2 separate regions of the Bicyclus anynana genome follow, and region 2 is linked to region 1. A link is a contact called in public Hi-C data. All regions are on one chromosome and are shown on one strand. Each heading gives the region's core, a stretch centred on a gene start, on an enhancer-like site or on the middle of the called end of the contact. The rest is flanking DNA. Distances are from core to core; before and after follow the strand shown.

Region 1 (7,764 bases), core at 629-3,128:
GCAACAGGGTATCTGCGATCATTACTTTCGGAGTATCATTATTTGCCCGAATGTATCATAAAAATCAGTATATTCTGATACATTCTAGTCATCATCTCCATTGTTTTATGTTCTTTGTAAAAACTATCTTCAGATTATTGACTCTACAATTCAATTTTAAAATTGTCTCCCTTTTGTACTAGCAAAGGACAATATCCAAAGTATGTCCGTTGAGTTCTATACCTCAAAAGGATGAAACGGAATCCTTATAGCAGAATTACTTTACTTTGTCTGACTGCCTGTCTGTATGTCAAGACTCTTTATTTTGTGTTTCGGGGCTGAAACTATATTTTTTTAAAGGACAAAGACGGAATAACTCCTTGATGTTATGTGGAAAATCGTAGTCTCTTATTTAGCATTTTGCAAGGAAAAACCCACCCAAAATACGCTTCTGTAACGTTGGTGATATATCACAAAATGCAGCCACATTAAGGCCATAATCTTATGTCTAGTTCTGTGTAGTTCTTAACTTAGTTATGTGTGTAGAAATTAACCAATCTTGTAGTGTGTAAATAAGATAAGATCTAGTTAGACAGGAAATATTTAAGACATTTGAAAAATATACTCTAAAAGACGTTTTTCTTGAAATATTTATCAAATGCAGATTTTCCGTTTGGTTAATGTTTCACACTAGTGCATACCCTGATCGACCACCTTAAGCACGTTACTGACTGTTTGTAGGTACTATTACAACTTCTACTTTTTTTTTACATCCTGTATTTGCAGGAGTAGAGAATTTGTAAAACAACATTCCTATTTGTGGATTTTTCTTACAGATTTTATTATCTACTTGGTAATGGTAATACTGATATCTGTGGAACGGACGGAATACTGATGAGTTGACTACTTGGAAATGCGTGTGACCTTTTAGAATTTAGTTAAGACGTGCACTCAACTCGATCTTAGACGACCGTTGATGTCAGGAACTATTTATAGATCGCCGAACGGCAATGTTTACAACCGGGGGATGGACTGTTGCTTACGTTAGTGCATGTTGCCGCAATCGACGTAACGATGACATACAGCGGCAAACAGTGGCGATAACCACACTGATAGCTGATAACGCCCGATACTGATACCGGTGCATAACGTGGACTCACGTGAACACTATGGGCGGCTGACAGAACAACAAATAGGTTAGGTTTTAGCAACAGTTTGTCACACGCATCCTACTTTCTACGGATGTACATTCGGAGCGCAGCATTTGTGAACATGGAACCACTATACGGAGAGCTCGGCGACTAACAGTGTAACACAAATAGGTTAGGTTTGTTATCAGTTCATCACATACTCATCCTACTTTCTAGTTTCTACGAACGAAAGACTACTTTTGAAACGCGGCATTCGATTTCGACGCATCACTTTAAAAATACGCGCCACGTCTTCATAGTAAGCACATTTTTTTTTTAATAACTTTACAGCTCTGGGTTCTTGCCCTTTTGCTGTGCACACATGTTTACGGCACTTGTTGCGCGGGATCGCTGTCACGTACCGGGCTCGCAGAGGCGGCTGTAGTGGTAGGGGTTGCAGCAGTGGTGGTGCTCGCAGTGCGGCAGGCGGCGCAGCTCGCTGGGGTCCCGCAGGTCGGGGCGGAGCGCGCGCAGCACGGCCGGGCGCAGCGCGGGCTCGGCCGGCACGCAGGGCGCGCCCGCGGGCCCCGCGTCCAGCGCGCGCGCCAGCCGCCGCAGCTGCTCGTCGGGCAGCGGGGCCGCGCCGGCCGCCGCCAGCCGCCGCCGCAGCGCGCGCCGCCGGAACATCACATGCCGGCGTCACGACACACTCCACCGACTCACACAGCGCAGCCGACACATCATCGCGCGCCGAGTGCGGCCTGCAGACTGCCGACTCGCCGCCGAGCGACACGCGCGCCGCCGCCGTCCGCCGCGACACCTGCGCGAACCCACTTTACCCCACCGACACTTGCACTTTTTCTATTTTTTTTTTTAGTCTAATGCCGCTCATCTGCCCTTGTCGGCGCCTTGTTCAATCGATAAATAGCAAACACACGTGCCCGGATGTTGTGTTGTTAATGTTATTGCTCGCTTGCCAGACGACAATTATGACTGTAGGATATAAAACAGCAGCCAGTTTAGTTAGTTGTCGTACCAACTAAGTTTCAAAAATATAACAAACAATCAGCATTTTATTGAAGACTTAAGTTTCTCAGAGTTAATGAGGTACCTACCAAAAGTAAGCAATAATAGTAATACATATTATTATATTCGTTTAAATAAATTATTATGAAACATTGGTGACTCTTCAAATATCAAATTCATAAGTTTAACTAAATGTATCTATATTTATAAGATCGCATGAAAATCAATACAGTATTATAGTTGTACGAGCCACAATTTAAATATTGTAATATCATCAAATTTTCAAAAGACAAATAGAAACGAAAAGCAATACAATATTTCCCAAAGTTTAAGTACAAAATTAATTTAGATAAACAAGAATAAGTAAAATAGCTAATTTGATTCAGACATTTGATCTGAAGAAATACACTGACTAACTGACTGATAGCTACAGCAAGCATCATTTATTATAATTATTACGAGAGAATCTCTGAAAGTTCAAAATATCACGTATAAATTAGTTAAAAATTTATTAATACAGTAAGGGTAAATCTCCCTGATTTTCGGCAAGATTACCCCGCTGGCAACTGGCGGCGGGGGGCAGGCGGTCGCGCGGGGCGAGGCGCGGCTGGCGCCACCGGCGGCGTCAGGTGCGCGCGCGTGTGTGCGTGCGGCGCCACCGCACACTGACACGCTACGCTGACCCGCCGAGGACACTATTGTGGATAAACTTCTATTGCCTCTGAGAGACAAACGAATTGTACCTAACGATTGAAACGAAACGAAAAAAAATTAAACGGTTGTTTAATTTTTTAAACGATATTTGACATATTTTTTTTAATTTAAGCAATATAACCCTTCCCCTCTAATTAAACTGGCGTAAAGATTTGGGTAAGTTAAATCTCTAACGTCCGAGACGTTTGATGTACCGCTTTCATACCAAAATAAGAATTTAAATTTGTTTTACTAAAAAGGAGATTATTCAACCTGTATTTTTTTACCTGTACTAGTACATGATAATACGGGTGTAATATAATGACGGGGTTTTACTTCAAAAACTCTTTACGCACGTTTCACACCGAAACTGAACCATCCTTAGGGCATTTAGACTCTACCTCTCTAGTTTTCATTACATTGTGCATTAATAGCAAATTGGTTTTCTCAGGCCAGGTTTTACTAAAAAGTCAAGACAAATGGTTGCACAATCCTCGAGAAAATGGTATTGTTTCTATTCTTTATAAACTCAGTTTTACCCGATAGGTACAAACTTACACTAAACTTACAATTCTGTGACTCTATATTCTATGGCACAGCGGCAGGCGGAATGCGCGGCGACATGCAACAAGCTATATTATCACCATCGATAACGCATCTCTGTATCTCGCTGCACTTGCCAACGTGGTCACGGGTTCGATTCCCGGAAAATTGGGAATTTGAAAACCCATTTAAATCTTAATATTACGGTTGTGGGGCTGCATCTCTGTGTCTCGTTGCACTTACTAACGTGAATCATAGGTTCGATTCCCGGAAATTTTTAAAATATTAAACGCATTTTAAATCTCTATCAGCATCGAGAACGCATCTCGCTGCACTTGCCAACATTGGTCACAGGTTCGATTCCTAACCGTTCAATACGGCAACTCAAACCGTTTTTAAAATAATTAAACCTCTGTATAGTTTCACGGTTAAGGGGTTGGACTTAAATCCATAAGGTCTAGGGTTCGATCCCCACCTGTTGTACTATTGCATAGGTACGTTATTATTACAGAATTTTCCTTAGTTGAAGAGAAAATGCCAAAACGGGCCATTCATCAAAAATAATGGTCTGTGTATTTCTATGAACAGTGCATACCCTAGTTGAAAATCTTATACACGCCACGAAAAACGCAAACTGATCATCGGCAAGATATCTTGGCATGACCACGCATGACAAACAAAAGTAATACATATTATTATAATTTATAATTAATCTATTTTGTAAAAATATAATTTTATACTATCGGTTTATGACCTTCAGCTTTCTGATAAGAATTTCGTTGATTGATTACAAATAAAGAACTTGATTTAAAATTTTCTTAAATATGTACCTACCTACTTACTAAAGAGTGCTTATAATTATTTATAATTAATTAATTATTATAATTTTCTGTTAATACTTTTGTAACTAATAAGTAGGCACCTACCTTCTCTTTTAATTACACTATTGGACGTTTAGTAACTTCGTCCGCATGAAATTTGGTTTCTCCTGGGAACCGTAGATTTTTCCGGGATAATGTTGCATAAAATTATAGGCACTCTATCTGCCAGTGAAAGTCCCATCTAAATCGGTTTTTCTGTCTTTTCGGAGATTAATCCGAAAAGACAGACAGACGAAAAATTTAAAAAGCTTGATTGTGTTTTAGCATCGTGTAAATAACATAATACATTTAATTTAATTACATTTAAATCACGGACCGACACTTCAAATATATTTAATCAAAAATGTAATTGAATAAAAACTCCCATCTGTAAATATTTAAGAAAACAGATAATAGATGGCGTTTACTTCCATATCAGGTACAATGTATATTCAGTCTGTCAACCGAGCTTAACTTTGTACGTAGTTCAACGGTTTTACGATAGATGGCTCTACTACTGAAATGGAAACCCACAGGGATATTTAAAAAAAAAATTAAAAAGCTCGATTGTCATTTGTCATAACATTTTGTGAACCGGGAGCCGGCAAAAGTCAGACATACCTCATTTTTTAGAAAGAATGTTTGTCAATCTATGCTCCGTTATAAGTAGGTACTTAAAGACTAAAGTAGACATTTTTTACTGTATAGATTATTATTATCTATTCATGATGAACCTTCGCAAAGTTCTATCCAACATTTTTACTGTGGTGTAGGTACTGGCGTGCACTTCATACATGCATTAAAGTACTGCATACCCTAAGAGTTGTCTTCTTAATGCTTATTAAATGAAGATTTTCCCAGTGTGCTTAATTTCCTTACTGCATCGACAACCTTATGCACGCCACTGGTAGGTGTAGTGGAGTTCGAAATATCTGTCTAAATAGTTTTTTTTATTCTTTACAAAAGTTAGCCCGCTTCCATCTTAGATTGCGTCATCGTCATGAAATATAAAAGCGTATTTTTTTAATATGAAAAATCACGTTTCGAGTCTAGTCTAGTCTCTAAGGTTCGCCGCAACCCTTCTATAAAAACCGTTAATGATTTTTTCGTGAAAACATTATACCTAGGTCTAGCAAAGCTAACTGTCAAGCAACAGGGGATATGATTACTTTTAATTATGATACTCAGTAGAACTTATAAAATAAACAAATAGAAAATATCAACAAATTACGTTTCATAACTAGTCTATTCAGGATCTGGAGTCTTATAGCAAGTAAAGTATACCAGAGATGGGGCACTATCATCAAAACTGAGGCGGACAAATGTGGAAAATTGACTTAATTTTATTTAGTCGCTTATTATACAACGAACGTTATTTAAACAAATAATTCCTAAATATCGTCTACAATGTCGAGTTGTGTGTTCAGGAAGTGTAAAAACTATAAATAGATAAATATATATGTATAATGGAATTAATGACAAAATTGCGTATGTGTGCGCTCAGTGGATTCGCTTAATTCGGATCACTTATTGCGATGATTTTGTAGGGACATACTATAGATAGGTTACCTATCTATAGTATGAAATTATCATTGAAAAAACATATACATAAAAAACCTTAAATACCAAATTAAATACAAATAAAAATACTGACTTTTATTTTTAAATAATACGAACACACCTACCTATATTTTTTTTGTTGACTAAAATATTTAATTCAAATAATTTTATTCTTTATTTCAACATGAAAAATCAGCCAATAAATAATAAAAAAAAAAAATCCATACCCGAATCCTCCAAAGCCATCCGTTATGTTTTCCCGTAGGCACTAATAGTTGACCACTTTTCACCAAACAAAAAAGAAACATCCATCACACCGCAATATCCATAAAAAATCACTCATAAAAATATGTCATCATGAATATTAAAAATACTAGAACTCAAAAAAATAAATATTAAAAAAAGTTTTTATTATACTCTGTCGTATTTTCTTTTAAACATGGCGGCGTCGAGCCAGTCCGCGATCAGATTGAGGAATGGCGGGAAATTGCGAATCGGGGTGTATTTATGTGCTCAACTGGAAAATTGTGAATGAAACTTGATGTCCAACGTATGAAGGGGTGGATTTAGGTTACACTGCGTTGTGGCGCTCTTTGTTAGTTTACAATGGTTTCTTTCTTATTGGAAAATTTTTCTTTTGTCTAACTAACAGCTGATCTATTCAAATTCATTTTAATTAATAGAAGCAGCTCGAGTTAGTTTTGGAGTTATATATCCTAAATTGACTTTAGAGAGCCGTGATAGCCCAGTGGATATGACCTCTGCCTCCGATTCCGGAGGGTGTGGGTTTGAATCCGGTCTAGGGCATGCACCTCCAACTTTCCAGTTGTGTGTATTTTATGAAATTAAATAATATGACGTATCTCAAACGGTGAAGGAAAACATCGCGAGGAAACCTGCATACCATAGAATTTTCTTAATTCTCTGCATGTGTGAAGTCTGTCATTCCGCATTGGGCCAGTGTGGAGGACTATTGGCCTAACTCCTCTCATTCTGAGAAGAGACTCAAGCTCAGCAGTGAGTCGAATATAGCCGGGTTGATAACGAAATTGACTTTAATTAGTCTTGAAAATATATATCCTACTTTTGTGATTTTTTTAACGTATCCATAAATAACCGTTTAGCCGCGGTAGAGGGAGTGGGTGGGTTATTATTTTACAAACGGATCCCTAAATCGAAAAGTATTGAAACAAGACATTTAAAGACCTTATCCAACGATATTCCACATTATGTGATAAATGAGTAAAAAAAAATTTATCAAGTTACATGTTGGAGAGGTACCCTAAAAAATATTTTTCAAGATTCTATTTTACGACTTTGTTCACACTTTCAATGTATGTATTCGTGTCAATTTACAGTTTTCTAGTAGTAATAGTCTCGGCGTTAAACCGCGTACGGACGGACGGACAGACGGACATGACGAAACTATAAGGGTTCCTTGTGGACTACGGAACTCATAAAAATGGACGAGTACCATACCAGTGACAGTGCTATGTTCCTCTGAAGAAACCTCAGCTAACACCATACAACAAATAGGTTACCACCATACAACAATAACTATCAAAAAAAAAATAAGTCTGGCACTTGTTAAACTAATTTTAAGTCTTTATGTTGCTCCAAGCCATGCAAAATATTATATTTCATCTATTCGATCATCAGTAAAGTAAGTAAAAAAAATAATAATACTTAGTTTAAAATTTAATTTAAGTACGTAAATATAAGGAGGAAAGCGTTAGCCGCGGCACCCGTTGAAGTCTATTGAAGCGGCATTTTCCTGCCGGTCGCCATCCTTGACGCACTTTTTCAGTCTTCCCTCGTTGGAAACCGCGAAAGCGATAATTTTATTTTAAATACAGTTTTCTAGAAAAATTTGTATACACAAAATAATATAGGAATAAGACGGTCAGTGGCGTGCATAATATGATTTAACTGGGGTATGCGAAATGAAAAATTCCTCCTCTAATACAGACTGG
Region 2 (6,704 bases), core at 2,386-4,885, 43 kb before region 1:
TCTGTGTGGTGTACAATAAAGTATATTTTCATTTCATTTAATTTCAAAATTTAATACGATTTTTTTTCGTTTCCTGTATAATTTTAGCGAGATTATACGTTGTGAAAATTTCATTAATTGTTAAAAATAGCATGAGAGACCATAGAAAAATAAATCATTATGTCAATTAGAAAATAGTGTAACGAACGTAGTTAAATATTTTTTGTACAAAAAAAAATATAACTTAAATTATTCTTAAATAATTTACGCTAAGGTAAGGCATATTTTATAATTATAAATTAATTAATTACAAATATCTATAGTACATATAAACTTTTATATACACAGTCTCGCGTAACTTAAAGCCGAGTTCTATACATATTTTTTTTACATTTAAAATTGTACAATTTAATTGTAATGGTACATCTGAGACGACTAATATACATCCTACCAATAAAAACTGTGTGAACAAAACAGAAAATTTACAATATCCTATTTTGCAGGGAATTTCATGCGAAATTCTATTTTTGAATTTCATTTAAAATTCAAAATTGTTTCAAAATTTAATTTTCAATTGAAAATTTTTAAAACGTGTTTAACTTAGATGCTTATAAAAAATTTACATTGAAATGTAAGATAATTTGGACGTCCCATTGCAATGTAAATCTTTTGTAAACAAATAAAGGTAAGCCGTGAAAAACTTCTAATCGGAGAGCTAATACTCCGCTACAAAATTGTCTAAACCAATCTGAGGGAGCAAGTCAAAAACAAAACCAATTTTGATTTAGTTTTTTTGCTGGAAGATTCGTTTTGAGCTTAAACGAATCTACATTTAATTTCTCCAAACTCAAGAGTTACATTCACGGTTACAAAGACTTTAATATACATAAATAAATATCCAATTTATAATATTTACATCAACAATTGTTTTTTATTTAAAATAAATATAACCGATTATACAGGTTTGGTCTAATCATTTGATAACAGTTAGTTATTTATTACACCGTTAATGTCGCCACTGTGGATTATGGTTCATTTCAAAAATGTGAATTTCACCATTTTGAAATTATATGTATGTGACTTATATGCATTTGAATTCAAAATTGTGAAATTGGATTAATAAATTAAATTGCTTGTTTCATGTACAAAGATTTCTGTTTTTAAGCTTTTTTCAAATAAAACTAATATCCATGAACCACAGAGATGACATCCAAATAATTTACGAGATTATTTATAACAAAGAGAATAAACAAAAACAACCACTTGCCACAACTGTGGTTGTTACACGGTCCACTATACGTCACTTGAAAAAAGTTCAAAATGCCAACGACTTTAGTTATATAAAGGTTAGTCCTCAATGGACAACATTTCTGCGCGACTTTCGTACGACATACAGATTGTCTGTTTTATTAGTTGTATTTAATTTAAATGTAAGACATCTGTGATACTAGATATATTACTAGGAAAATCCCAAGAATTTGGTTATGAAACCGCGCGAAAGGATTCACCAATACGAACTAACCTTTATAAAACGCATGTCACTATCAAAAAAACAGTCCACCAACAAATCGAGGTCCATTAGACAATTAAAAAAAATCACTTTGGTCCATTTCCATTTACAATATCACAAGCCTGTTTTTATTTTTTAAAAGTCTTAGCGTCAGCTCGGAGGCGCCAGCAGGACTTCGAGCCAACAGGGGCAGGCGGTGACGTCACGCCTCGAGTATTTGGGGCCCCAGCCTTTCGCGAACGATATCCTCACAGATCTGGGGTCAACTGGCCCCACGTGGGGTAGCGACACAGCGGGCGGGGGCGACGAGGGGTCGAAGATGCAGAGACAGTGTCCTGGTGCAACCCTCCATACAAGAAGAGCTTTCGCAGCAGCAGCGTCTAACGCGGGGGAGCTGACGAACACGGGTTCTTGGCTTCTATTGTAGAGCCAGACGCCATCAGATTCTAAGGACAGTGTGACACCTAGGCCAATCTTCGCTCGAGTTTTTCGCACCTGGAACGATGGAAATTAACATTAATTAATTAATAATGAAAATAAAATACTTTAATAATTAAAGATGGACGTTGAGATGAAGAAATGTTGTTGAGCAACCTGCACTGAAAAGCCTAAGGGTGAGGCCAAACGAGCGTAATTTTGTGAGTTGTCACTCGCGTAATTTCGGTCGCAGAAATTCGCGTGTAAGTCAGAACACAACTCATTTTGTGACGCCGCGTGGCAGGAACTGGACTTTTGTATGAAACCGAATGCAGCAGAAATTACGCGACTGATAACATACAAAATTACGCTCGTTTGGCCTCACCCTAATTGTTGTTTACCTCCTACTAAATTGCAAAGACATTAAAGGTGGCGCAGAGAGTCATTGGAGTTTAGTGTTTGGGTAAAGTAGTTAGTTTAAAATATGCTATGTTAATAAAATATTCAGAATGTTCTTAGGCAGATCCACAAACAGACTCTTCACATTATTAGGTGAACGAGGTACCTATAGTGAGTTGATAATATACTTCTCGTAAAAAAAATGAAACAGTCCGCAAGTATCAGGCGGATTGTTTCGATTTTTTTTGATGAGTAGTGTAAATGTTTTTCATGGAATTTCGCCATACGAACGACTATTACGTATAAAAGACCTCAAGAATATAATACAAGTAGGTATAAACCAGTCTATTAGTAAATGATTAGCGTATAGCTCGCGTAGGTATGTAGGCACGTATCTAAAGTTATCGTATGGGGTTATCTGTATGCCGATTGCTCGCCGCTAAATCAATTTACATACTCGCAGATGCAACGCATAACGTATACCGCGCTCAATCCAATGCTGATTTATTTCGGCCTGTTCTCTTCATTCTACACAAATATCGGGAGACTTTCCTGTTCTAAAAAGTCCTATAGACTTTTGAGAGTAAGAGACTTACTATTTCTTACTCTTAAGTTAATGAAAAAGAAAGTTCATTACAATTTTGCTAGTGCAGTTTTCAGACATTCGACATCCAATAGTTTAGCTAGAGAGAAAGAAAGATTTTGTCAGAAATTTCTTCCATCACATAGAGGAAAATTTGTGGTGTTTCTATTAAAAAATCAGCATTTAAGTCATTTCCCAAGCACTAGTTTCGGAGCGACGATGCCATGGTAAACTTCATACACCCAATTGACGTCAGTTTAAAAATGCTTCTCCGTACAAAAGGCCTTTGGCAGCATCCACTTATGGTAAAAGATGCAGTCTATGGTAATGTTGACTTGAAGATATACCCACGTAAGCCACGTTATTCACAATTTCATCGTGTTTCATTGTCTCTAACTGACTTCTAAAAGGCTAGCTCATTTTTTACGCAAAGGATTGCCTGGCTGTCCAACGCGCAAATTCAGCCCGAATTCTTGCCATCATTCCACGTGGGCATGATTTGTTCCGATAGCTATTAGGATAAGTTGACTTAAGTTTCCCACAGCACTCCGTAACTTCGTAGTGCGTATAAACAGCTCTATCAAAATTGTAATAATTAAAGCAAAGAGATTCTTCTGATACAGTGGACATCGTTAAACGTTTTACGAACGTATTGATAATGGAGATTGTGCCGAGTGCAAATATGGTCTCCATGTTGGCGCTCACGTAGGCACAAGGCAGGGGCTGATGTGATGCGAAGCACGTAATGCGAATTTGCGAATTTGGCAGTGTTGCGCTGCGCTAACGGCCTAGCCGTGCTGTGTAGCAGGTTTATTGTAATGTCTGAATGGAATTACAATAATTTTTGAACCTTAAATAAGCTTGTCTATTGGCAATACTTCCTCCTACCTTGCCAATTTAAATTAATGTAGATTCTTAAAAGACAGACCAGGATAAAGACAGAAAGGATTCTCAGAAACTCGGAAGGTTCGGGAAGGTTGTTTTGCTTGCTTTGTGCTGTGGTTGAAACCCACGTCAGGATAATGTAAGATATCGAAGACCTCGTCTCCGACGGCGAAGTCACTGTAGTTACTTGTGTAAGTGTTCCCTTGATAACATTGTCAGTCGCTATATTAGTAAAGGACGTTTCTCGGGCGTCTAAATCTACAATTGGCGTTGGGATTGGGGGGTAGTTGCAGGCGTCAACAACTAGTTGGTTAGAGTGGGTTAAGTTTTCGGGAACTGTTTCGAGTATTCGGCTATTGCAGGGTCCTCACCTGTTCAACTTGCGGCTCCTTGGTGTCGAGCGCGTCGACGCACAGCCCGTGCCTGCCGGCGCACGTGTCGCCCCCTCCCCCGAACACGTCCACAGCGCGCACGCGCACGCTGAACTGTCGCCCCACACGCTGCGTCAGCTCCCAGTACGCCAGCCTGCACCACTCGGTCTCCCAGCTCTGCCGCTCTGTAACAATTGAAGGCTACATTAGAACCTCAAGATTTCTATATCAACACCATCAGTGTATCAGTCCGGACGCCTCCGTGACCGTGGTTGAAACCTACGTCTGGATAACCTAAGATATCTAGGACCTCGTGTCCGCTGGCAAAGATACTGCGTTACTTCCGTAAGTGTTCCCTGGATAACATTGTCAATCGATAATAAAGGACGTTTCTCGGGAGTCTAAATCTACAATCGGCGTCATCGTCGGTGGAATCGAAAAGGTTTTAGATGTCTGAACATCTACATCCTTTTCGATTCTACCGCAGAGAGGCCAATGATACGCAAGAAACTGTGGTCACCGGTAGACTCGATTAACCTTTTTGAAAATCCTTGAAAAAAGTCCCAAGGCCAAGGTCTAAAGGCCGTAAACATGATTTTTAAGTGTGCCTACTCGTAGTATTGGTTAAATTTTGTGTATTAGATGGCGTTTCACCCCGAAACCGGAGCATCCTCAGGAAATGTTGACTCTATAACGTGCAATTGCACGTAGAGAGTATTTTGTCGGACCTAGGTGACGTACTCGCATGGGTTCGTCGGCTTTTCGCGGATAATAGCAAAATAAATATAAATTTTGTGTATAGTTGCGTATTTTGGTCGCGTTACATCACATCACTGGTCGGGGCGCGGATTTGGCCGACGACGGCGCGTCACTGACGGACTGTCGGCCCGGTGTCAGCGCCGGCCAAATTTTCACGTTTCCCGGAAAATTTCATAGACGACCTTTTACATTATCATACCTAATCATTCAAAATTATAGATTGACTGAAGTTCTTGTACGTTGACTATTAAAACTGTGTAAAATTACTTGATAAGCTGAAATTTTGAATTTTGTATTTTTTTTAATTTTAGGGTTTTGGCAATTAAAGAAAACCTGCCGCCCACAGGAAATAAGTAGACTTGGTAAATATGTCAGATTCTACGAACCGTAGAGATTCATACCAAAAAAAACCACCACGTATTCGTTCGACCAAAAAAAACGTGGTAGACAGACGGCAATAAGCTATTCCTTCGATAGCGGTCATGAAAATCTTTGCGGAAGACAATACATTTATGCAATCCGACTTTGCTCAACTTGAAACATTTCATGTATCTACTCGTTTGTGCCTATGTCGAAAAACAACCCAACGCCCGCGGTTTTACCCGCGTGATTACCTTTCTCGTGGAAATACTAAAAAAAAATTCAAAAACCGGTTTGGTAGATCCAGAAATTACCCTTACAAGTACAAACTTTTCCCCTTTATGTTTATAGATAAATAAAATATAAAGATTTTACTTCTAAAACTACAATATGAATGAATACTATGGGAATGATTTATTAATATACGGTTCCATGTACTAACAAACTCACTTCCATATAATATTATTACTCTTTAAATATCTCTTAATATATCATATCGTGGTTATGGAAGAAAAATTAATATTTTTACGATGTATACGGTACTTAATAAAACCTGCCTGCCAGCTTTTTGATTGTCATTAAATATTAATTAACTACTATAACGAAAGCGGGAAAAACTGCGATGATCTCACGGTTTAAAAAGCTAAATTTAATAATTTAGGCTCTTTCCCCACAGCATCCGATTAGAATCCAATCCGAATCCTAGACAATTCAGATATAGAAAATCGGATCCGGATGTCGATTTGTACACGGCATCATAGAGAATAGAATAAGTTTTTATTGCACAAAAAATAAAGATATAAAAGAAAAGTAAAGTGCGCAAAGGCGGTCTTATCGCTAAAAGCGATCTCCTCCAGACATCCTTCAATTAAATAATTTAAGAAATAGAGATGTATTAAATACTAATATTTTACAGAGGCAAGATTTCTTGTTTATTTGACCTGAAACGAATGGACCGATTTTAAAAGTTCTAGTACCCATGGAAAGCTACATTCTTAGCGAGTGACATATGCTATATTTCATCACCGTCGATCAAACCCTTTTCTAGTATTTATCAGCAATTCTATTCATAAGAGTAATTAAGTAGAAAGATTTGGAAGTTTAGGTAAACTAAGGTTCTAGAAAACTATACCATCAGCTGTCTGTCTAGCCCCATGAAAAATGGTAGGTCGAGTGTAATGCTACCACTGGCGCCGGCCGGGCGGGCGGCGATCGATCGTCAAGGTTATACCACCACGTGGAGTGTGGATGGTGCCTTGTACCTACCACCCACGCGGTGGTAGGGTTCGATTTACTGTACTAGTTAACGGAACAAGATACTTGATCTTCCACAGATAACTCCTCGTTACCTTAATTTTAACATAATCCTGACTTTTCAAAAGTGCTTGTAAACTAAGCCTAACTGTAATAAATGAATTTTGAATAAAAAAACTGTCTATAA

Evidence for each region. Hi-C and Micro-C count contacts between places; a contact is called where the count stands out from the background.
Region 2: a Hi-C map of whole body shows a contact between it and region 1, with 3 times the contacts expected there. The contact joins the enhancer-like site here to the promoter of LOC112050707 in region 1. A contact is called at or near these places in 2 of 2 Hi-C or Micro-C datasets (whole body and whole larva).

Annotation. Positions count from the first base shown.
Region 1 is chr10:1,828,279-1,836,042 of ilBicAnyn1.1, reverse strand. LOC112050707 (mothers against decapentaplegic homolog 6) reads right to left here and starts at 1,878. Exons shown (of 5, transcript XM_024089045.2): 1 at 1,532-1,878. The coding sequence starts at 1,796.
Region 2 is chr10:1,873,607-1,880,310 of ilBicAnyn1.1, reverse strand. LOC112050707 (mothers against decapentaplegic homolog 6) reads right to left here. Exons shown (of 5, transcript XM_024089045.2): 4 at 4,145-4,329; 5 at 1-1,984. The coding sequence ends at 1,640. Among protein-coding and RNA genes, the nearest start is that of LOC112050522, 19 kb to the left of the region's middle. Within about 2 kb of position 3,635, at least 8 of the 8 cell types and tissues checked have open chromatin away from gene starts, as enhancers often do.